Linked DNA regions of Mus musculus: region 2 is linked to region 1. Evidence: chromatin contacts called from public HiChIP or PLAC-seq data. All regions are on one chromosome and are shown on one strand. The core of a region is the stretch at or near the end of the contact, and the rest is flanking DNA. Distances in the headings are between cores, read along the strand shown.

What was found. HiChIP or PLAC-seq counts read pairs in DNA pulled down with a chosen protein or histone mark.
Region 2: a contact with region 1 is called in an H3K27ac HiChIP or PLAC-seq map of differentiating embryonic stem cells, with 4 times the contacts expected there. The contact joins the promoter of Bace1 here to the enhancer-like site in region 1. A contact is called at or near these places in 4 of 39 promoter capture datasets (cranial neural crest, frontonasal cranial neural crest, hippocampal neurons and 1 more), 3 of 484 Hi-C or Micro-C datasets (cortical neurons and embryonic stem cells), 11 of 115 datasets of contacts at active chromatin or transcription factors (differentiating embryonic stem cells, embryonic basal ganglia, embryonic forebrain and 7 more) and 1 of 9 other capture datasets (embryonic stem cells).

Annotation. Positions count from the first base shown.
Region 1 is chr9:45,295,667-45,302,908 of GRCm38.p6, reverse strand. No RefSeq gene overlaps it. Among named protein-coding and RNA genes, the nearest start is that of Tmprss13, 20 kb to the left of the region's middle. Within about 2 kb of position 2,253, at least 318 of the 459 cell types and tissues checked have an H3K27ac peak or open chromatin away from gene starts, as enhancers often do. A contact at or near this core is called in cortical neurons, differentiating embryonic stem cells, forebrain and 1 more, where this site is marked.
Region 2 is chr9:45,836,073-45,843,841 of GRCm38.p6, reverse strand. It overlaps Bace1 (beta-site APP cleaving enzyme 1), which reads right to left and starts at 5,297. Exons shown (of 9, transcript NM_011792.6): 1 at 4,554-5,297. The coding sequence starts at 4,814. It also overlaps the pseudogene Gm7286.

The DNA of each region.
Region 1 (7,242 bases), core at 1,004-3,503:
GGGACAAGTTGTTCATCTCATATGTCTTTTCCCACTTAAGATGGCGGAATGCATGAACGGTGAGTTGTGGACTACAAGTTGAGTGTCTGGCTGTTAAATACTTAGCATGTAGATCTTTTCTGTCTAGCTGCCCTCTGGACAGGACATCTTCAAAGATCAGTTACAAGGAGGTTTGTCAGTTTGCTCCTCCAGGGACATAGATCAGTGTGGCAACAGGTGGGCTCCATTGAGGCCATATATGGCTTGGCACAGACACCTGTTTCTATACAATTTCCGAGTTCTGTGGGGTCGAAGGGGGCCCTGTCCTGTCTAAATCTTCCTACAACACGCCTTCATGTGGCAGATGCCTCTCCCGTGAAGCACTTACCATAGCCACAACTATGTACTTCACGGTATGTGGTAATTTCGAGACAGAGTCATGTAGCTCAGACTGTCTCTAACTACATAGCTAAGGACGACCAAAGCCTCAGCAAGGACAGAGGCCAGGTCCACTTTAGCTTTCCTTATTGAATCTCATTATCAGGTTTTTGGTTTTTTTTTTGTTTTTTGTTTTTGTTTTTGTTTTTGTTTTTGTTTTGTTTTTTTTTTTTTGTTTTTTGTTTTTTTTTTCAAGACAGGGTTTCTCTGTATAGCCCTGGCTGTCCTGAAATTCATTTGGTAGACCAGGCTGACCTCGAACTCAGAAATCCGCCTGTCTCTGCCTCATTATCCGTTTTAATAGTAAAGTAAGCCCAAAAGATGGCATCGGATTGGTAAAGGATGAGATCTCCAGCCTCAAACTTAGGAAGCTGCCTGTACAGACGGCTGGGCTTGAGCAAGCCTTGTATCCGGGTATTTTTGGTAACCACCTCCTCCTTCCCCCTCTGGCCCTGGTCAGCTATCAGCATGCACATTCACACCGCCTACCCTCGCCTTGAACTGGAAAGTACACAATGGGGTACAGTGGCATGGCCCCTGTTAGCATTCCTTCTAGGCTCCGCCCAACAGTTACCTAGCAACAGCCAGGTAGGCCTGGCTTGTTCTTAAAGACTTTGTTTGGTCGCTCCTTGCTCACTCTGCCCCCACCCCTGACTCTCTTCTCTCGCTGACCCCTTTCTCCTTCTCCCTCTACCCCCTGTCTTTCTCTGTCTCTACTCCCTTCCCAACCCCCCTTCCCACGCATAAATAAACTCTGTCCACACTATACCTGTCCTATGGCTGGTACCTCAGAGAGAAGGGATGTCACAGCACAGGCCCACCAAGGCCCCCTCCCACTGTACCATACTTGGTTCTATCAAACATATCCTGGCTCTCTTTTATAAAGCACAACAGCTACTGTGTAGACAGAGGTGCAGACTCAGTGTTGCACAGATGGCAGGTATCTTGGACGTCTCAATACTGATTTTTAGGCCTTGCATTCCTCTATTACGAGACTGCAGCCCAGTAGGATATAATGATGGAGTCGTAGTCCAGTAGGACCCAAACTGCTCTGTTAGCAATGGGGGTGGTAAAGGCCTTGCTATGGGGATTCTCTGTACCACTTCCTGCCTAAGATATGATGCTGGGAGTAGAGCTGCTGAGTACCCTCACAGCCAGCCCAGGCACCTCCCCTCCCTGCTCCAGTGACCTTTGTCATCGTTAATATCTATGATGTGTAGGACTTGCTAGGCAAGTAACTACCTCATTGGCGATGGCCTATGGTTTCTTCTTCCTCCACCTCCTCCTCCTCTTCTTCCTCTTCCTCCTCCATCCTCTGCTTCTTCCTCCTCCCCCTTTATTATCACCACCATCATCATCAGATCTTTACCAAACAGGCCAGTGGTCCAGATATTATGCTGAGTGTTGGGGAGGGATGTTCATGAGATAAAAGTGATTAATGAGATATGACCAGCACATGCTACATTCCACAGTCAGGGAGATAAGATATGGACTCAGTCTGTAGGGCAGTGTGTCATAAATGCCAGGCACAGGGTGAAGTTGACTAGTGATGCCTGGTTTCAGAGGAGAGAGAGCATGCGCTAGAACTGTGAGCGAGGCTGGGCTGGGCTGGCTTAGAGTGTTTTCCACTCTGTCATCCATTTACTTCACGTTGTTCCGTGCAGGGATCAGTCAGATGCTCTCACGACATTGCCCAGATACAAAAGAACCCGGACTGGACTGATGATGAGTGAAGAGTGGGTACTCCGTGAATGAAATGAGAAGCCCACTTCCTCTGCACCCAGTGCCTGATGTAACGTCGTGCAGCCTGGGTCGCAAGCGGAAGAACCCCACCTGCTGAAGTCATCCCTGCTGAGTCATTTCCGGGGAAGTGACTTGGAGAATCTGCACGCTCGCGTGAATGTCCTGCCTTCCAGTTTCTGTCTTCGGGCGCCACCTAGTGACAGCATTCGGAAAAGCTCTCTGCTCCTTCCACCTCCTGGCTACCCCCAGTACCGGTTTTCCTCAGTTGCCTCATACCCTGTAGCTCCCAGTACGAGACACCCCTCTTCCCAGTCCACTTCCTCTATAATTTTCTCACTTTGACCTTTTCCCTGAGCATCCTCTTGAAGAAACATCATCTTGTCATCTTCACGGACTTTTCGGAGTTCTCTAAGGGATCCTTTCTAAATTAATTCAGTGCTTTGCCAGTGAGGTGTTGGGGAAGCCGATGCCACTCTTCAGGTCCCTGAGACTTAATGCTTCCCAATGTTGCCTCTAGATCTGCATCCTCTTCATGTGTCCCCCTTTTCTGTACCACTTGGTATACCACACTAGACCAAATTAGAGTGTCCTGGTGGCACATATCTGTTTGGGTGTCCTGGGGTATGCAGATTGGCAAGAGCCATGCTCTCAGGAGATGTGACAGAGGGAGGCAGGTGAGGACTCACAAATTAACTAATGGATGTAACAATGAATGATCCAGAGGAAACAAAGTGGTTAGCTGAAAGTAGAAGAATCTATGTGGTGATGGGAATGGTAAGAAGGTTTCAGAGGAAGACAACAAAGAGGGGGCTGGAGAGATGGCTTAGTGCTCAAGAGCACTTGTTCTTACAGAAGACCCAGGTTCCATTCCCAGCAGCCATACGGTGGCCCACAACTGTTCATAACTCCAGTTCCAGGAGCTCTGGCACCCTCTTGTGGCCTCTGTGGGCATTACGCCCACTAGACATACATGCAGGCCAGGCACTCATACACTTAGAAAAACAAACCAATGAGAACAGTGAGGACGGAGGGGGAAGAAGTGAACAGTGAGTCCCTTTGGGGTTGATGCGCTACCATGAGACCCTTGGGGCAAGGTGGTCAACATGACTTTAAAGGTAGCAATGTCCTTGTGTATGCTGGAGTGTAGGTCCCCGAGACAGGCACGCTGGCTTCTCCTTGGACCTTCGTTTTCAGTGGATTGATTACATACATAAGGGAGTTTTTACTCTTTCACTTGGCTTCTCTGTTGGTTTGGGTGGGAATCAAAGAGAGAACTGAGAGTGGCACCCAGAGACCGGAGCAGAGAGCAGCTGTTTGAAAACAGAAGTGCAGAGTGAACTCACACAGGGCTCCCTTGGAAGTCCCTCCGGAGAAGACTCAGATGACATCACCTCCGGGGCCGAGCTGAGCTCATCTCCTGGGACTCTCAAAGAGCAGGGACTGCTACCAAAAGATGGGGGGGGGTCACAGTCCTGTCACAGTCTCTACCCCAAGAAGACAATAGATAAATAGATCTACCCAACCAGACCAATAGAGAGAACCAGAAAGGAGATTTGCTCATTGTGGTCACATTGGGAAGAGGCAGATCCAGTGACCACTTCAAGTCCATCTCAGAACCCTAAAGTGAAATTGAAATTTAAACAGAGGGCTAGGAACTTGCATATCTAAGCAGTCCTGGTCAGAACGCCCACTGATCCATTATTGTCTGGGCTTCATTCCGTTTCATGAGGTGATCTGAGAAGCTGTGAGTGTCTTTCTGGGAAACAAGTACTCTCTCACTCCCAGCCAGTTTGATAGTCAGGTCAGGAGATACCTAGTTCTTCCAGGCCTGTTACTGGAGAATGGCTGATTTCTTGGATTAACCTTCAGTGCACTCACTGTGCCCTTTAGGATTGGCCTTTGGGTATCTCAGGCTGCCCTGGACCCCAGGTATCACTGTGATGCCCTCTTGATAGTTGAGAGAGGCTAGAAGATACCCAGTAACTTGCTGAAGATCAGAGGGTTCTGAAGAGGGCGAGGAGGGTTTGACTCTGCGCTGGCACCTGAACCACACGTGAAACACTTGGGTGAATTTTAAGGTGGATGCTTGTCCAACCCCCGATGCCAACATCCAGGTGTGAATGGAAAATACTTCCTTGTTTCTTTCAATTCCCATCATAGCTATTCCTGTGTTGAAAACAGAAAGAAACCTGACAGCATAAACCGATGGTTCTCTATTAAAGGGGCTCTGGTCAGTTTCTGGAGACAGTTTTGATTGACATGAATATGAGGCTCAAGGGGGCACTGGCACCAAGTATTGGAGGTAAAACGTTTATTAGAAGAATTATTAACTCCTTGGAGAGACAGACGGGCAACAGCATTATGGGAACTTTGAGCAGAGTTCAGCCCCCCCCCCCCGAATCAGGGACAGACAACATGGCAGAGGATCTGAAAAGAGGAATCTGGGTTCACATGGCAGAAGTAGGATCTCTTGTGAGGATGTGGTGGTTTCTGGACAGGGCACTTTGATTCCCAGGCAGGAGGCTGGGGAGAGAGCGGGGAGCAGGGTGTGGGTCACCAATACCCACTGTGATGTACACTCCATAGGAGAGGAACCTGGCACCTGGAAATATGTTAACCGTAGACCCCAAGTCCCCTCAGTAGGGCGCCTGTCAGTGTGTGGGAGAGGAGAGGAGCTGCAGTGGGTATTGTGGTCTGAGCTACAGTCTGCTCTGGGTTCTCACAGTCATAACTGCTGGTAGGAGTAATGGTAGCAGCAGGGAAGTCAGGCTAGGATGCAGCAGATCAACCCACTGTGTCTGAGACAGCCACTCACAGCAGAGTCAGCCAGACCAAAATGTCACAAGTACTGGGGCAGCCAAGCCTGGCAGGGTGAAGCAGGGAGAGGAGGCACCGGGAAAGCAGCCGCTGGCCACTGTGACATGATCTTGATTATTTAACCTCACTCTGGGGCCTGGCTTTCAGCTTGTCAAACTTGCACCTTGGGTTTGTGACTTTTCAGAGATAAAGATTCTGCAGAAATGATTCACAGCGAGCAAAAAGCTTGAAGAATGTACTCGTAATGGTTTTTAGGCTGTCACTCTCCAAAACAAGGCAAAGAGCTCTCCCCCGATAGGACCAAAGCCTTAGAAGCATGGAAAGGAGAAAATAAATAAATACATAGAAGGAAAAAGCAACTGAAATTTCTCTCAACACTTCTCCCCACTCTTGACCCTTAAGCAAAGAGTCTAGAGGCTGGGACAGTCACCCACAGCTTGAGTCACTTCCTGTCCAGGAGCTCTTCAGTGACACCTTAGGGAAAGTAGCAGAGGCAGTTCTCCTAGAGGGATTCAGACCTAACGAGAACCCAAGACACAGAGACAAGTCCGCAGTCTTCTCTGATGACACATTCGTTCATTCACTGTAAGAATTCCGAGGATAACCCTATCTAGAATTTTCTTTTTACATTTTGTATTTGTTTTATGTCTGGATATTTTGCTTGCATGTGTGTCTGGGCACCGATTACATGCCCCGTGCCAATGGGTATTGGACAGTGTTCCTAGTTTCTCTGGAAGAGCAGCCAGTGCTCTTAGCCACAAGACCATCCAGTCCTCCATCTAGAATCTTCTTGTCAGTAGAATTGTGCACTATGGCTCAGCAAAGCAACACTTCAGGAAGCCGATGGGGGTGAGTTTGCAGAGTGGAGGGAGTGATCGCTAGAAGCCTTCCATAGTGTCTTCCTCACTCCGTGATTGATAAGGCCAGACCCTGTTATACAGACACTAGTGTTGAGTACCCATGTCCCTCAAGCTCCTCCTGTTGTTCCCTGCCAGTCCTCCACCCTCACGAACACGCCTGCCATCCTGCCAGCCCATCATCCCGGCCGCGTTTGAGTCTGCAGCCCGAAGTCCACCAGGCTCTTGACGAGGTCTGAAGTGTTGCTAGCTGACCATGCATTTTTCCTTGCTTACTTGCAGAACTTGATCATGGGGTCTCCATGCACCTCACCCTGGCCCTGTGATAGGTCACATGTCACTTTTTATGTTGTGTCACAGTGACCTGAGCATATTGTCCTCCCTACTCCATCTAGGGTTGTCCAGGCAGGTCTAATGACACAAACTTCTGGCTCTGTCAGAATCAGGATTAAATCCCAGCTACAGTACACACCAACCACTGCAACATCCTGTCAGTCTCTCTAAGTCTCGATTTCCTGACTACTAACTATGGTCTCCTGGGCTTAAGATAAAGTTGGATAGTCAGGCTTCTTGTCTCTGAAACAAAGCAGGGAAGGTCTATTTGGGTTTACCACTTTAGAGATCTCAGAACATGATTCTCACCTCTGCAGATTCTGGGCCCAAGATCAGGCATAACATTATGGTAGCATGAGTGTGTGGCTAAGAATACTCACGTCCTGACAAAACAAGAAGCAGAGGTCAGAATAGAGAAGGGACTGAACAAGAAATATCTGCCAAGAACACACCCCGCTGTGGGCCTACTCTCTCCAGCCAAACCTTCCTTCTTAAAGTTTCTAGAACTTTCTAGAATAGCAGCACAAGCTGGGGACAAGCCCTTCATCCATGAGCCTCGTGGGAGGAATGTCATGTCTGTAAAGTAGCTAGCAAAGTGCCAGGCAGAGGGAAATCACTCAGTAGATCACTGTCATTGATGTCCCTTCGGATTGAGCCCAGCAATGGCAGCCAGTCTCTCCCATCCTAGGTGTTCAATGCATGGTTGTGACTCAAGGCTGGTTTGGGCTCCTGTTCACTGCTGTGTCAGGCACAGGCTGTGCTTGTCTCACTAGTGTGAATTGGAGACTTGAGAAAGGTACAAACGACTCAGAGTGATCATTTCCCAGCAGGAAACCTAACTAGTTTCTGAAAAGTAAGACAGACAACAGCTACCTCCCAGGCCAGCACTGCCCACTAGGAATATAGCGTGAGTTACAGGTATAGGCCACCTAAGTGATTCTCAAAAGAGATGTAGTACTCAAGTTACAAGCTAAAGCAAAACTGTCAGTCAGTGAAATGAATCTCACTATCTTTTATTTAACCCCAAATATCCAAAACACTATTTTGATATGAGATTTATCTTGAAAAAAAAATG
Region 2 (7,769 bases), core at 4,048-6,547, 540 kb before region 1:
GCCCTATCAGAAGTAGCTTTGTGCCATTTCCTGGACTCATCCTTCTTGGGCATCAGTGATGTTTATACATCCGTATTTCACACCAAATTGTAAGCACCCCAAAGGCTGGGACTGTTTCTCCTGTGAACACAACAGTTGCTCAATAAATATTTATCATATTGAAATGACTGTTACCAAATTTCCTTCCTAACAAACTACTCTTCAGTGTTGGGTCAGTGATGCTTATCCTAATGCAATGAGGTGCAGCTTTTCATTTGAAGTGAAAATGAGGCAGGATAGGAAAGTGCGGAAATTAAGGTTTCATGCCTGTGATCTCAGCACCAAGGAACCTGGAGTGCATGCGCACTGTACATTTGGGGACCAGGGGTGCTAGCTGGTGCAGTATAATTAAACTATATCCCTAGCCCACCCTGACTTTTCTTTCTTACTTGAGACAGGGTCTCGTCAGATTCCCCAGGCTTTGTGTAATTTCGGGAGTTTCCCCCGAACTCACTTTGTAGCCCAGCTAAGTCTTGACCTTCTGATCCTGCTGCCTCAGCCTCAGGAGCTGAGGTTACAGACCTGAGTCACCAGGCCCAGTTAACAGCTCTATTTCAACATCCTGTAGCTCACGGATTCATTCACTCAGCAGATGTCTGAGCTAGAAATTATCATACATATTAGAATATGAGCTTTTGGGTTGGTGAGGTGGCTCAGTGGGGGAAGGTACTTGCAGCTACACCTGCCAAGCTGAGTTCAGACCCTGGAACCCACACGGTAGAAAGGGAGAATCCTCCAGACTGTCTTCTAACCTCCACATGCAGTTTGTGGTATATGCACACACTAATTAATTAATTAATTAATAAAAAATGAACTTAAAGTTGTGTGGTGCTGAGGAATGAGCCTAGAGCCATGTGCTTGCTAGGCTAGTGTGCTACCACTAGACTACATCCCTAGTCCCAAGAGCTTGAAGTTTGATGAAGGAAACAAAAATAGTCATAGCACACTACACAACTGTAGGGGAGACATCACAGCAGAGGGATGCTCTCAACAGGCTATTCAAGACAATACCATTGTAGGAGAACAAAGGGTAAAGTAGGGAGGGCCTCAGCTTACTGACACAGCACGTGACCAAGGGTTTACCTTTCAGAGCCTGTTTTTCCTTCTGAAAGCTATGAATAATGTAGAGCGTCTATATGTGTGTTTGTATACATGCATATACATACTCATATACATATACATGATCGCAGAAAGAAAGAACAAATAAACAAAGAACCAAGTAAACTGGGCTTGGTGGCACACAGCCTTAATTCTAGCACTAGGGAGGCAGAGGCAGGTGGATCTTTTGGAGTTTGAGGCTAGCATGTCTACATGGTAAATTCAGATCAGCCAGGGCTACACAGTGAGGACCTGTCTTAAGCCAAGCAACAGAACAAAAGAAGAAGCTGGGTGTGATGGCGTACACTTCTAGTCCCACCATGCTAAAGGCTTTGGCAGAAGGCTCATGAATTGTGTCTAGCCAGGGGCTACATAGCAAGGGGTAGGAGTGAGGGATGCAGCAAAACAAACAAACCAGAACAAACAAAGATATGCACACTGAATTAAAATAAAACAAGTGTGTATACCAACCATGCCCTCCTGCCCTGTATCCTGGTCCACCAATGGTCCATTTCAACTTACGCCATGTCAGAATCACCAAGTTACCTCTGATGCCTTCCTTCTTCTCCACCCTCCACACGATGTCCCCAGCCTGCTCGCCTGTTTTGTGACATTCCTTGCATCCTGGCCTCCTTTCTCTCTCCCTCTTACCGCAACCTCACGCCTTCTCCACAGAAAGTGAGCTTCGCGTCTCCCGTAGCTCTATATTCCACTCTCCCTAAGATTCAGACGTCTGCTTGCTTGCTTCATATCATTCTCCAGTACAAATGATCTCAATTTCCCCCCTCAGAGCCGAAGTCCAAACCATATAGCCTGACATTTAAGGCTTTTTGACAGTTGGGCTCCGTTTTATTTACCTAAATTGATCTGGTCTCAGCATAACCCTGCAGTATCAACTGGCCTGGCTTTCACTTGTCTCCTGAACAAACACACATAAGCTCAAACACACAACTCATTCGTCTCTCGTTTCTCATAGTCTCTGGGCCAGAGTGGGGAGCAAGTGAGAAGCAATTACGGTGTGTTGGGAGAAGCGCCAGGTCCTGGCTAGGATGGCCCCATTCCTTTCCACCCTCCAGGACCTCACTCAATGAACACATACTCCATCAAGTCCCTTGAGCCAACTCTACCTTTGGCATCATTATTTCTCCTCATAGATCGGTGCTTCTCAGCCTTAAGACCTGCAGACTCCCAGACTCTGGGGTGGGATCATGAGAATTTACATGTTTAGCGGGTTCTAAAGATAAGAATCTACAGAGCATCACTTTTGTCAAAGGAGTACTTACATTTTACTTCCTTTTTAAAGCCTTTCATGCAGAGGTGTGTCTTCCATTGTTTTGTAGATTAGACCACCAAGCATGGGCAGTAACCCTCCAAATTCCAGAGGTTTGTGTTCATAGAACTCTGCCACCCTCCATCCCATTTCACTGCTTCTGATAGCCCCGTTGGGTAAGAAGAAGGCTCATCCTTCTCACAGGCTGCTGAGGGAAGGAACAAAATAGCCACAGAGCCGAGGCTGGCTGGAACAGGGTCGGGATCAGAGGCACGTGCAACCACAGAGTGCCTCTACTCAGGGTTCCCAGGGCTAGTGTGTGACCTCCAGCCCCCTGCTCTGACTTCTAGCTGGGAGGGGAGGGCACTGACTAGCCCTCAACAGCTACTCTCTGCCAAGGGCTGGGCTGGAGCACCTACATTGCATCTCAGGGGACCAGGGAAGTATGTACTAAATATACTCAACACGGTCCAGATTTTATGCTTCATTGCATAGCACAGAAGAGGCAGAAGTGGCCAGGCCAGTTAAGGAGAAGGAGGTAATATTTATTGGAGGTCAATTAACCCAGGGATTTCTTCTAGGCATGGTCCCCTACGTGGTTTCATTTAATCCTCACAATTGTCTTGCAAAGGAGGCCCCATTTCCCATGTTTTGAAGAGAAGGCAATAGCCAACAAGAGTTATATAAGTTGCTTAAGGTCACACTGCTGGGAAAAGGGAAGGCTAGGGTGCTAGGCAGACCCCCAGATTCTAGCCTGTCTGACCCTAAAGTCCTTGTGGCTTTATCACAGATCTGTGCAGTTGCACAGCACGTCACTAGAGTCCCACGTCTCCACATGTCCCCTTCCCTGACATCTTACCTTCTCTTGGCTCAGACTGAACTCTAGCTCTGACTTGGCTCCGACCCCCGGATTCCATACGACTTCTGGGAAGTTATGGTGTACAGCAAAGAGGAGGGGTGAGTGGGGGAGACCAGGACTTCAGAGCTCCCAAAGCAAGCTTGAGTGGTATAGACCCAGCAAGTAACAAGAAAGCAGGGGTCTGTGGTTCTCCCATATCCAACTGCCTGAGTGAAAGGAAGTGTGACTGTCTCCTCCCTGACCCCAGCGCACACACTCCCATCTTTCCACACCCTCCGTGGACAAGCTTTGTGGACACGGTCCGGAGCCACTGAGGGTAGCTCACAGAGATACACAGGATCAGACTCAAGGTGACACACAGAAGCACACGCAGAATCACACTGCCACCAACCAGTACCCAGACTCGCCCACGGAGGTGGCAGATGCACTCAGAGAGGTCAGCCAGCAACCCCACATGGGCCATAGCTGACTCAAGCCCACACTCCCAGTCAGCACAGGTAGAGGACACAACCTCCACCAGCCACCCCAGGTACCTTGGAAACTGTTGGAAAAGACGGGAAAAGACAGGGAGAAGTCCCTTCCCATGGCTGTGTGCCCATCCGTCTCAGAACCCTTGCAAGGGGTTTCTGGCTCCCCTAGGCTTATCTTTCTCAGACTCAGTACAGCTCTCTTCTGGCCATGTTCTGAGGCATGGGTGGGGGAGGAGCTAGAGTGTAGAGAGTGGGGGTTGGGATAAAGGAGGAAGGGACTAGGGGAAGCCAGAGTCTATTGGGACTTGGAGGCTACATGGATGTTACTAAGACTCTCACTTTGTTGGCTTATGGCAGCCCAGACTTAGAGTAAGGGGCTGATTGATCCAACTGGTGCCAGGATTTTGGGTTCTCAAGAAGATGAAGGTGGGGATCTTAGATACCCCCCCCCCCCCCGCAACACTAGAGTAGGGGAGAGTGTGGAGATGGAATATGAGAGACTCCGGCCACTGACACCTGTTACAGTGTCCCCGTGCCTGGCCCTTCCCCAGGGTCAGCCACCACTGAAGTGCTTTCTTGGGCGTGGGGGGATGGGGCAGTGGGAGTGAGAGGTGAGTAGTCAGTCCTGGGGCTTGGATGCCAGTGAGAGGGGGCGGGAAATGGAAAGGCTACTCCCAACCGGATCCTGGAGGAATAGGAGCGGGCGGTCATTCTGCACCCACTAAACAAACCATTTTATCAGGGCAGGCTGCTTCATCTCTACCCTATCACCCCTCTACCATGCATGAAGGAGGGTTGCTAGATCTGACCACCTTACCGTCTGTGGGGGGCTGCCTACGGTCATCTCCACATAGTAGCCCTGGCCGGACTTTCCCCTCAGGTTGTCCACCATCTCCACAAAGCTGCCTCTCCGGCCAGGCTCCTCCGATTCCTCGTCGGTCTCCCGGGGCAGCCTCAGGCCCAGGGGTGGCCCTGCCAGGCCGCTGCGAAGGGGCAGCCGGATGCCGAGATGGGTTCCCTGGGCAGGCAGCATTCCCGAGCCCACCCATAGCAGGAGCCAGTGCAGCGCTGGGGCCATAGTGAGCCCGGGCCTTGTGGTCCGGTTGGTGACTGTCCCTCTTGCCTGCCCCTAAGTCTGGGTGGTGGTGGCTTCTCTCAGGAGAGCGGCCTCGGCGGCATCAGGACTGCAGAGTCTGCAGGCCCCTCGCTCAGTTCCCGGTCCAGGCGGCGGAGAGTGGGCAGGAGAAATCCGTAGCGCACGAGAGGAGACGACGATGGCGATCCAGGGGACCCAGCTACATCTGGACGCCGGCCGCCAGCGGGGGGATCGGGCCCCTTGTGGGGCTGGGAGGGGCGGGCATGGCTATCCGAGCCCGTAGCTTTCGGGGTCTTCCAGGCGGGCTTTGCAGCTTGGGGACCGACAGGGACTCCGGGCTCCTACGGCTGCGTCGGCTGCTCAGGCCACCATAATCCAGCTCCCAGCTCCCAGCACCTAGGCAGGCTGGGGAGGCGGAAAGGCTTGTGGCGGTGGCTGTCAAAGCCAAAGGGTTTTTGCTTTTCCCTGGGATCTCTGGGAAGTGTAGTCTTCCCATGGCAGACAGCCCAGCTTCCGGAGCTGAAAGGGGTCTGGGATGCCCTCTGCCGAGATGGAGTTCACTCTGCAAGACCCTAGCGGGAAAGCATTTCCTTAGCTCTAGCAGAGCAAGAAGGAACCAATATCATACACTTCTCATCTGCTAGTCCTTCTTTCATTATTTATTTATTTATTTATTTATTTATTTATTTATTTATTTAGGGTACAGGGTCCTGCAAACATACAGTGTAGTCTAGGCTAGCTTCAACTTTGATGCAATTCTCCTGCCTCACTTTCCTGAATCAGCATTGGTTAACACCCCCCCACACCCCCGTGCGCACCCTGTCATGCATGCCAGCCACTTTACCCCTGCACAGGAGTAGAAAAAGAAGCACAGATCCCAAAAAGAGATTAACCGGGGAGAACTGTGATTCTTGCCACAGTGTGATGTTAAGAATTTTGGGGTAAGCTGGAAACCTGCCTCAAAAAACCAATAAATAGAGCTGGGCGTGGTGGCGCACGCCTTTAATCCCAGCACTTAGGAGGTAGAGGCAGGCGGATTTCTGAGTTCCAGGCCAGCCTGGTCTACAGAGTGAGTTCCAGGACAGCCAGGGCTACACAGAGAAGCCCTGTCTCGAAAACCAAAAAAAAAAAAAAAAAAAAAAAAAAAAAGAAAAAAAAGAATAAAATAAAAATCAATAAATAAAATAAAATAAAACAAAATTTGGGGGTATACCCCGGATGTTGAGGCACCTGCCTTTAATCTCAGCAGGAGAATTTCTGTAAATTCAAGGGCAGTTTGTTCTACATAGGTAGTTCTAGGACAGCCAGGACTGCATAGAGAAACTCTGCCTCAAAAAAGAAACAAAAAATGGGCAATCTAGAAGAGGTGACCTTAAAATTGGAAGTGTTTTCAGGAGCAGAGGCTGGAGGAGCAAGGTGAAAGGGACGAGAGTATTCCAGTCAACAAACCAGTCACTGGGATCCGACAGGGAGACCTGCCGCCTCTTCTGTTCAGAGCATTTAACCTGCCCCAGCTATGAGGTGGCCACCTCTTCTATGCCTGAATCCCTTTGTCTTTCTTTTGTTTGTTTGTTTTGGAGACAGGGTTTCTCTGTATAGCCCTGGCTGTCCTGGAACTCACTCTGTAGACCAGGCTGGCCTCGAACTCAGAAATCCGCCTGCCTCTACCTCCCAAGTGCTGGGATTAAAGGCGTGTGCCACCACCCCCCGGCCCGTTTGTGTCTTTGATGGTTTCCTGTCACGAATCCTCATGACCCATCTGATTACTTCCCATCAGTCAGAGTGAGGATCAGTTGCTCTCAAATTGGTATATCACTGGGAGACATTCCAGCATACTCATTGAGATGAAGAGCTTTGGGGCCCTGATAGCTTAAAACTGTGTGACTGTGTCATCATATCATTTATCAGAGGTGGAAAGCCCTCGATAAAATACAGCAGTCATTCTGATTAGGAAAAAAAAAGGTAAACTAGAAGGAAACATCTTAAATAAAGAAGCTGAGGGGCTCTCTGCTCCTCCCTGTTCCAGAGACAGACGCTTCTTCTTGTGCAGTGCCTGGCTCGTCCCGTAAACAAAATGGTGAAGGTTGGTGTGAACGGATTTGGCCGTATTGGGCGCCTGGTCACCAGGGCTGCCATCTGCTCTCCACATGGCAAAGTGGAGATTGTTGCCATCAACGACCCCTTCATTGACCTCAACTACATGGTCTACGTGTTCCAGTCTGACTCCACCCACGGCAAATTCAATGGCACAGTCAAGGCTGAGAATGGGAAGCTTGTCATCAATGGGAAGCCCATCACGATCTTACAGGAGCGAGACCCCGCTAACATCAAATGGGGTAAGGCCTGTGCTGAGTATGTTGTGGAGTCTACTGGCGTCTTCACCACCATGGAGAAGGCCGGGGCCCACTTGAAGGGTGGAGCCAAAAGGGTCATCATCTCCATCCCTTCTGCCAATGCCCTCATGTTTGTGATGGATGTGAACCATGAGAAATATGACAACTCACTCAAGATTGTCAGCAATGCATCCTGCACCACCAACTGCTTAGCCCCCCTGGCCAAGTCATCCATGACAACTTTGGCATTGTGGAAGGGCTCATGACCACGGTTCATGCCATCATTGCCACCCAGAAGACTGTGAATGGCCCCTCTGGAAAGCTGTGGCGTGATGGCTGTGGGGCTGCCCAGAAAATCATCCCTGCATCCACTGATGCTGCCAAGGCTGTGGGCAAGGTCATCCCAGAGCTGAATGGGAAGCTCACTGACATGGCCTTCCGTGTTCCTACCTTCAATGTGTCCATCGTGGATCTGACATGCCGCTTGGAGAAACCTGCCAAGTATGATGACATCAAGAAGGTGGTGAAGCAGGCATCTGAGGGCCCTCTAAAGGGCATCTTGGGCTACATTGAGGATCAGGTTGTCTCCTGCAACTTCAACAGC